Linked DNA regions of Rattus norvegicus: region 2 is linked to region 1. A link is a contact called in public Hi-C data. All regions are on one chromosome and are shown on one strand. The core of a region is the stretch at or near the end of the contact, and the rest is flanking DNA. Distances in the headings are between cores, read along the strand shown.

Region 1 (3,619 bases), core at 321-2,820:
AATATTTTTTATTTAGTTTTTATTTCTTAAAAGACCAGCTCACTAGGTAAGGTAGCCCTGGCTTCTCTCAAGCTTGGCATCCCCCCTTGGCCTCCCTCCCAGTGCCAGGAATTTCAGGAGAGTCTTTCAGTGAGACGGCAGTGTCACAATTGAGAAGGCAGATTTTTTTTTTTTCAAATATTATGATCTCTTTACTTGCTTTCTCTTTGACCAGACAAAAGATGATTGTAAAAAAGGCAGATTTATTTATAATATTTGCTGGCAACCTTTTTATAGAGTAAAGTGAATATATGGGTCATTTCTTCATGTCTTGCCCGTGCCACTTATAATGTAATGAGCTTTTTCTAAAGAGGAAACAAGGCTCAGGGAATTGACAGCTCTCTTGTGTCATGGCAGCTTTATGCTCCAATCGTCCTGCATAGTTCTGTACAGCAGACAGAAACTAGATTTTTTTTTTAGTCCACGAGGGTCAAAGGTGAAGGCTGACTCAGGTACCTGGGATGGAGTCTGTCACATGGGTTTGCTCTCTCTGGCATGCTGTTCTTATTCCTTTGGTAAACTGGCTGAGGGTATTCAGAAATGAGCCCCTCATCTGAAGAGCAGCAAAGAGAGTAGCAACTAATCTTACAGAAAGAAGTGAGTGAAACTAGGCCATAGTATTCTGGGCTCATTCCTAGAAATAAACTGTAGTCCTTGGCTTTTCCTGGCATTCTGCTTATTTAATTCTGCTTTTCCCTAACTCAGAAGTGAACTAGTTCACTAGGCTTTGCCTTGTCCCTGACTTAGGTAGTTTGTGTGTAAAGGTAGCCCGCAGATGGAGGAACACAGAACAATGCCCATTTTATGCTGTTATGAATGTATCTTCTTTATTCAGCTCCTTTCCACCAAATTGCCATATTGTAGAGAAAATGTGTGTCTGGCCTATGGTAGTGAGTGGTCAGTGTATGCGGTGGGCTCTCAAGCGCATGTCTCCTTCTTGGATCCACGGCAGCCATCGTACAACGTCAAGTCTGTCTGCTCCAGGGAGAGAGGCAGTGGTAAGTCCCTGTGTGCTCCTTCAGGCCTATGCTACACTGAAATGGGTTTTTACCTTTTGTTTCTTCTTTGACTTCCAAACGAGCAGTGATCTGTGTGTAAAGTTTAGAAGTGTTTGGTAACAGAATAGAGGAACTTAGTTACCTGCGTGTAGCAGCAGAGTTTTCAGGCTGTAGAAGCCTTTGGTACAAACCAAAGATGAGATAGGCAGTTAGCACTAGTCCTCTGGGGACTAGCTGGGGCCCTACCTAAGCTAACAGTTCTTCCGAACTGAGTGACATTGGACCGGGGGGTCGGGGGAGTCATAAGATCACTTTTGAATGTGATGATGAATGTGTACAGTGTAAGGTGTGACAATTACACCTCAAGAAGCCAAAGGAAATACTTGTTTTCATTCCGATGAGTGATTCACTTTTAAGAGGTTTAAGAGGTTAAGTGTGCTTGCTCACAAATGCTCTGCCTCCGAGCTGCACCCATACCCCCAGCCTCTGACCAGATTGCACATTTTAAGAACCATCCCTCACGTTTGTCAGTGGAAGAGACTGGTGTGGTATTGTCTTTAAAGTTTCAGAATACTTTGTTCTGATGATTCATTTCCTCCCACCAAGAATCCTGTGAAAAGCAGATCAGAAAAGTTAGAGGTTAAGACTACTTACTCCAGGGGCTGGAGAGATGGCTCAGCGGTTAAGAGCACTGACTGCTCTTCCAGAGGTCCTGAGTTCAATTCCCAGCAACCACATGGTGGCTCACAACCATCTGTAATCCGATATGCCTCTTCTGGTGTGTCTGAAGACAGCTACAGTTAACTCACATACATAAAATAAATAAATAAATTTAAAAAAAAGAAAAAAGAAAAAAAGACTACTTGCCCCAGAGTTCAGGCCTGAGTTCAGGCTCCAGCATTCATATTAAATGGCTCACAACTTCCAGCAACTCTAGCACCAGGGCATCTGTCAACCTCTTCTGGCTTCCGTGGCCAGCTGCACACCTACACACAGTACACATGTGATTTTAAAAACTTAGAAGTAATAGGCTGAAAAGCTCATGCCTTATGTACCAGTACTTAGAAGGCAGAAGCAAACAGAACTTGAGCTGCATACCATCCTGTTCTAAAGAGTGAATTCCAGGACAGCCAGGGCTACATAGAGACATCCTGTCTCAAAAACAACCTATAAACCCAGCATAGATATAAACCCAGCATGGATATAAACCTAGCATGGATAGCACTTGCCTCTAATCCCAGCATTAGGAGGCAGATCAGGAGGAAGAAGCTGGCCTAGTCTAATAGTAAGTCCCAGGCTGAAAAGGGCTATATTATAAGACTGAACTGCACAGTGGTTAAGTAAGTTACCAGATTGGAAAACAGGAAAGGTCTTCAGACCATCCAATTTAAAGTTGTTGGGTTTTTTGTGGTTTTTTTTTTTTGTTTTGGTTTTTTGTCACTTTCTGTCCCCTTTCTCATATTAAAAATGTAGTTGTCCTTGGAGTCTTAAAAGGAACAGTAAGGGTTACAGCTTAGCCTCTTTTTTCAAAAAGTGTCATTTCTATGTAGATGACACACAAGCAGTTCTTTGGTGGTGGTGGTGGCAGTGGTGGCGGGTTTTGGTGGGCACCGTGCTGCTGATTGGAAGTCAGAGAACAGTTTGAGGGAGTTGGTTCTCTCCTTCTATGGGAGTCACAGGAGTCAAACTCAGGTGGTCAGGCTTGGTAGCAAGAAACCGGTAAGCGAGGTTGGGGATTTAGCTCAGCGGTAGAGCGCTTGCCTAGTAAGCTCAAGGCCCTGGGTTCGGTCCCCAGCTCCGGAAAAAAAAAAAAGAAAAAAGAAACCGGTATGCATCTGCTGCTGTGTAGCATTTATCTTTGAGGTTTTATTTTTATCATCATCATCATAATTGTTTGTTTTTGAGACAAGGTCTCACTAGGCATCCTTGGCTAGCCTGGAGTTTGGTATGTGGACCAGGCTGGCCTTGAATTCACAGAGATCTGCCTCCCCAGTATTGGGATTAAAGGCATACATCATCATACCTGGTTTTTAAAAGGTTTTGGTTTACTGTTAATAGAGGTAGCTTGTGCAAGGGAATACTAGTTCACAAAGGTCCCTAGTTCCACACAGACGTCAGGGGCACCTACATCCATTGTACTTATTCCACAGGTACATCCACAGGATGCATTTTCCTTTTCACCCAAAGTAGTTGGTTGCCGTAAATAACATGTACCAACACTTCCTGTCGTGCTGGCAATAGGAAAAGAATAATGAGCTATAGTGTACAGTGTAATGTGATGGAAAAGAGCTAATAGTTATGAAAGGTGGCTTCAGTGCTATTCAAGGGTGTGGGACACAAAAAACCCAGACACATTCCTTTGGCAAAAACAATGTGTATATTCCCAGTAATCTAGCTTATTAGCAGAGTTCTGTTTGACCACTGGCATAGTACCATCTAATATTTGGGGTGTGCAGCCTCTGATTGCTCTGTCTTTCTCTCTCAGGGATTCGCTCAGTGAGCTTCTATGAACACATCATCACTGTGGGCACAGGGCAGGGCTCCCTGCTGTTCTATGACATCCGAGCTCAGAGATTTTTGGA
Region 2 (3,553 bases), core at 902-3,401, 78 kb before region 1:
TGCGTGTGTGCGTGCGCGTGTGTGTGTGTGCGTGTGTGCGTGTGCGTGTGCGTGTGCGTGTGCGTGTGTGTATTATATATAACTGATCTCTACGGAGGAGAGTTAAGAAAGAGCCCTGGAAAGCACTGAGGCACAGTCCTAATGGACTGACAGCTTTCTGTACAGTCAAAGCTGTTCCTTGTAGATAAATCAGGGGGAAAGCCAAGTACAGTGAGGCACACACTATATTCAACAGACTCCTGATGCCTTGGAACATGGGCTAATGTGCCCTGCTATAACCTGATGTCCCTATGCTTGATTTAATAATAATTACTGAGTTATAAATTTTGAATCAGGTTAAAATCTTAACATCATTATTCTAGAAGTGATGTGGAAAGCAGTGCAAGCGAAGCCAACTACAGAGGCTGCTGTGCAGTGGAGACTCAGATGGGCCAGATGAAGTGTGGCACAGCCAACAGCAAACACTGCCTTGCTCTGCTGACTGAGCAGACAATGAGGACATCGACAAAGGCAAGAGGAAAGCAAGCAACATGGATAATTGTGTTTGTTTAGTACCAGGCACAGAAACCCAGAAAACAGTGTAATTAAGCATGTTAAACAAAACCCATGCATGTGTAAAACATGTAAATGGAACTCTAGGTATCACTGTAAAGCAGGCATTAACAGGAGCACAAGATAAATTAAGATCAAGTCTTTAATACACTTGATAGTAACCAAAATTCCCCACTTACCTGCATTTCTCTGACAACCTGTAAGCAGTCAGGCAAGGAGAAGCCAATAGGCAGACCCACTTTCGCTGGTGTTTTGAATTTGTCTCCTATCTTAAATGGGACATCATCAAGATAACTGAAAGTCCCTATAATAAAAAAAAAGTAATAAAGCAGAAAACATCAGCAAATAATAATTTACTTTGCTATCATTAGGCTAGTAGACACACGTTCATTTATACCACCCAAGACTTGAGTGCCTCTCCAACAGCTTACACCTACTTCTGACCCGAAACCGCTATAGACTCCTACTCAGTCTACTTCCCATTAGGGTTTGTTTTCAATTTTACTCAACACAAAATACAAAGTACACACCAGGCAGTAGTGGCATACGCTTTTAATGCCAGCACTCAGGAGGAGGAGGCAGAGTCTCTAAATTCCAGGCCAGCCCCAGCCTGGTGAGTTCCAGGACAGCCAGGGTTATAGAGAGAAACCCTATCTCAAAAAAAAAAAAAAAAAAAAAAAAAGAAGAAGAAAAAAAAAAAAAAGAAAGAAAGAAAGAAGTGGGGGGGGATTATATATACCCAAAGTACTCACAGCAGGCTACAAAAGCCCCCCACATCTCCAAACACCTCCCTTTGACCTACTGCCCTAACTCACAGCGACCTCCATCTGCAATGGTGTTAAGCTCAAATCTGCTTCAAAATGTTCCACCCCAGCTGTTTCTTAATCTGAAATGTTCCTCTTCCTTTGCACCATGAGCCCCTCCTTCACTCCTACAACTGGGCCAGGGTCAACCTCAGCACCATGCAGAAATGATTACTTACCTCACTACTCACTCTGACTTGGCTGCACAGTCTATCTGTTATCTTCTAACATACTATGCCACTGATTCAAGAAAACATATGCTTCTTGGAGCCCAGTCAATATAATCCTGTCTCATTTGAGGATGGAATCTCAAAATCAGTTCTGTTTGGGTTGTTCTGTTTGTTTGGAAGATAAAGTCTTGGTACCAGCCCTTGCCGGATTGAGTTCACAATCCAAGCTCGTCCTCAAAAGGCTGGGATTACAGCGTGTGTCACTTGTGTCCTCAAAACCACACCACTGTCTGCCCTGTCTCAGACAGTTAAATGAACTCATACACTGAGAGCTCCTCACAACAGGAATCCATGGCTTGAAGTTCTCTATGAACTTCTCTTTCTTTTTGGGGGTTAAATGATCAGGGAAATGATCGCCTTTTTTTAACACAAAGAATAAAAACAATACTACACTCTAGAATAAGTGGATTTCCACTGCACCCCCAGTACTGGAGATCAAACCATGGCCATATCTCCGATAGGAGAAGCATTCAACCATGGAGCTACAGCCTCAACCCCATCCGTCCCCCACACGGAAACAGCTAAGCAGTGCTGCACTGAAAGAAAAGCATAGTCAGACAAGACCACGGGAATCCAGTCAGTACTGCCAAAAACCACGAGCCAAGCTTAAGGCCAGCCTGGCCAACAGAGTTGAGTTCCAGGACAGCCAAGGCTATGTAGTGAGATCCTATCTCAAAAACAAAACAAACAACAGCAACAACAAAAACAACAACAGAATTTATTTGATATGTGTGAGTGTTTAAGTGCACCGCATGTCTGCCTGGTAACCAGAGGCCACAAGAGGGCATCCGATCCCCTGGAAGTGAGTTGTAATAGGTTGTGGGCTGTTGCTGTGTCGGTCCTCTGTTAAGAGCAGCTGCTGTGCTCACATTCACTGCTGAGCCGTCTCTCTGACCTCTTCATCCACCCAACATCCCCCCCCCCACTTTTGTTTTTAGACAGGATCTCATGTAGCCCAGGCTGGTCTCAGTTCTATTAGCTCAGGTTAGCCTTGAATTCCTAATCCATTTGCCTTTCTGCTGTACTGAAATTATAGGCATGTACCACCACACCCTGCTATTTTTTTTCCTTTTTTGGGAGGGGTTGGGGGGATTGGGTACAGCACTAAAACAGCTGTGCAACCCAAGACACCCATAAATTCACTACTCTCCTGTATACATTTTACTAGTTCTGGGGTTATATGCATGTACTTACATGCCCAATTATAAAAGTGTTTTTTAAAAGAGCATTCATACAAGATAAATGCAAAATTTTCAGATTCTCAACAAAGTTACAGAAATATATCAGGTACCCCATCACCACCCAAAAGTAGTAGCAGCATCTTGGCGGGCCAACAAAGAATGACATAAACTAAATCACAATTACAGTAATAGCTACCTTTCCCACATTAAATTATAAACCAATTACAGCTCACAAACAGCAACAAAATGCCTGTTTTATCATCAGCAGGAAAAGTATTTAAATCTTTTAATAGAACTTCAGGGTAAAGAACCTCTCTAGAATTTAGCTAGCGTGCCCTAAGAAGGGAGGTATCATAGTAGATGACAGTTAAAGTGGATAAAGTTTTGATATATAATCTTTAAGATAAATTCTTTACATATACTATATATACAGCATAGCACTAACAATATTATATTGTATACTAAAACAGCTAAGAGGGTAATTTTTTGTCATTTTTGAAACAGGATCTTTGTCACATACAGACTGGTCTCTAACCTGAAATTCTCTTGCCTCTGTTCTGATATTTGGGACCATGCCTGGCTCAGAACAAAGCTTAACTGCTTTTAGAAACATGCAAAAGCCAGTCAACGTTCTAGTGTGGAGGGAGAGGGGCTAGTGAGCCCAGCCTAGCAGAGCTATGGGCAGCTGCTGTCTTCTGGAGGAGGAATCAACTGTAAGAGTGACGTCTTAGCAGACCAAGTGTACTCCACAGCCACGAGTGTATGAGCAGCACAAACTGGACTCAGC

Evidence for each region. A called contact is a pair of places that touch in the nucleus more often than the background predicts.
Region 2: a Hi-C map of the Rat2 cell line shows a contact between it and region 1, with 4 times the contacts expected there. The contact joins two enhancer-like sites. A contact is called at or near these places in 4 of 12 Hi-C or Micro-C datasets (the A7r5 cell line, the Rat2 cell line, mammary epithelial cells and 1 more).

What each region holds. Positions count from the first base shown.
Region 1 is chr5:61,259,037-61,262,655 of GRCr8, reverse strand. It overlaps Dcaf12 (DDB1 and CUL4 associated factor 12), which reads left to right. Exons shown (of 9, transcript NM_001427703.1): 7 at 875-1,037; 8 at 3,523-3,619. Among named protein-coding and RNA genes, the nearest start is that of Rps13l1, 7.8 kb to the right of the region's middle. Within about 2 kb of position 1,570, at least 4 of the 93 cell types and tissues checked have an H3K27ac peak or open chromatin away from gene starts, as enhancers often do.
Region 2 is chr5:61,337,614-61,341,166 of GRCr8, reverse strand. Ubap1 (ubiquitin-associated protein 1) reads right to left here. Exons shown (of 7, transcript NM_001012190.1): 3 at 732-856. Among named protein-coding and RNA genes, the nearest start is that of Ubap1, 23 kb to the right of the region's middle. Within about 2 kb of position 2,151, at least 24 of the 93 cell types and tissues checked have an H3K27ac peak or open chromatin away from gene starts, as enhancers often do.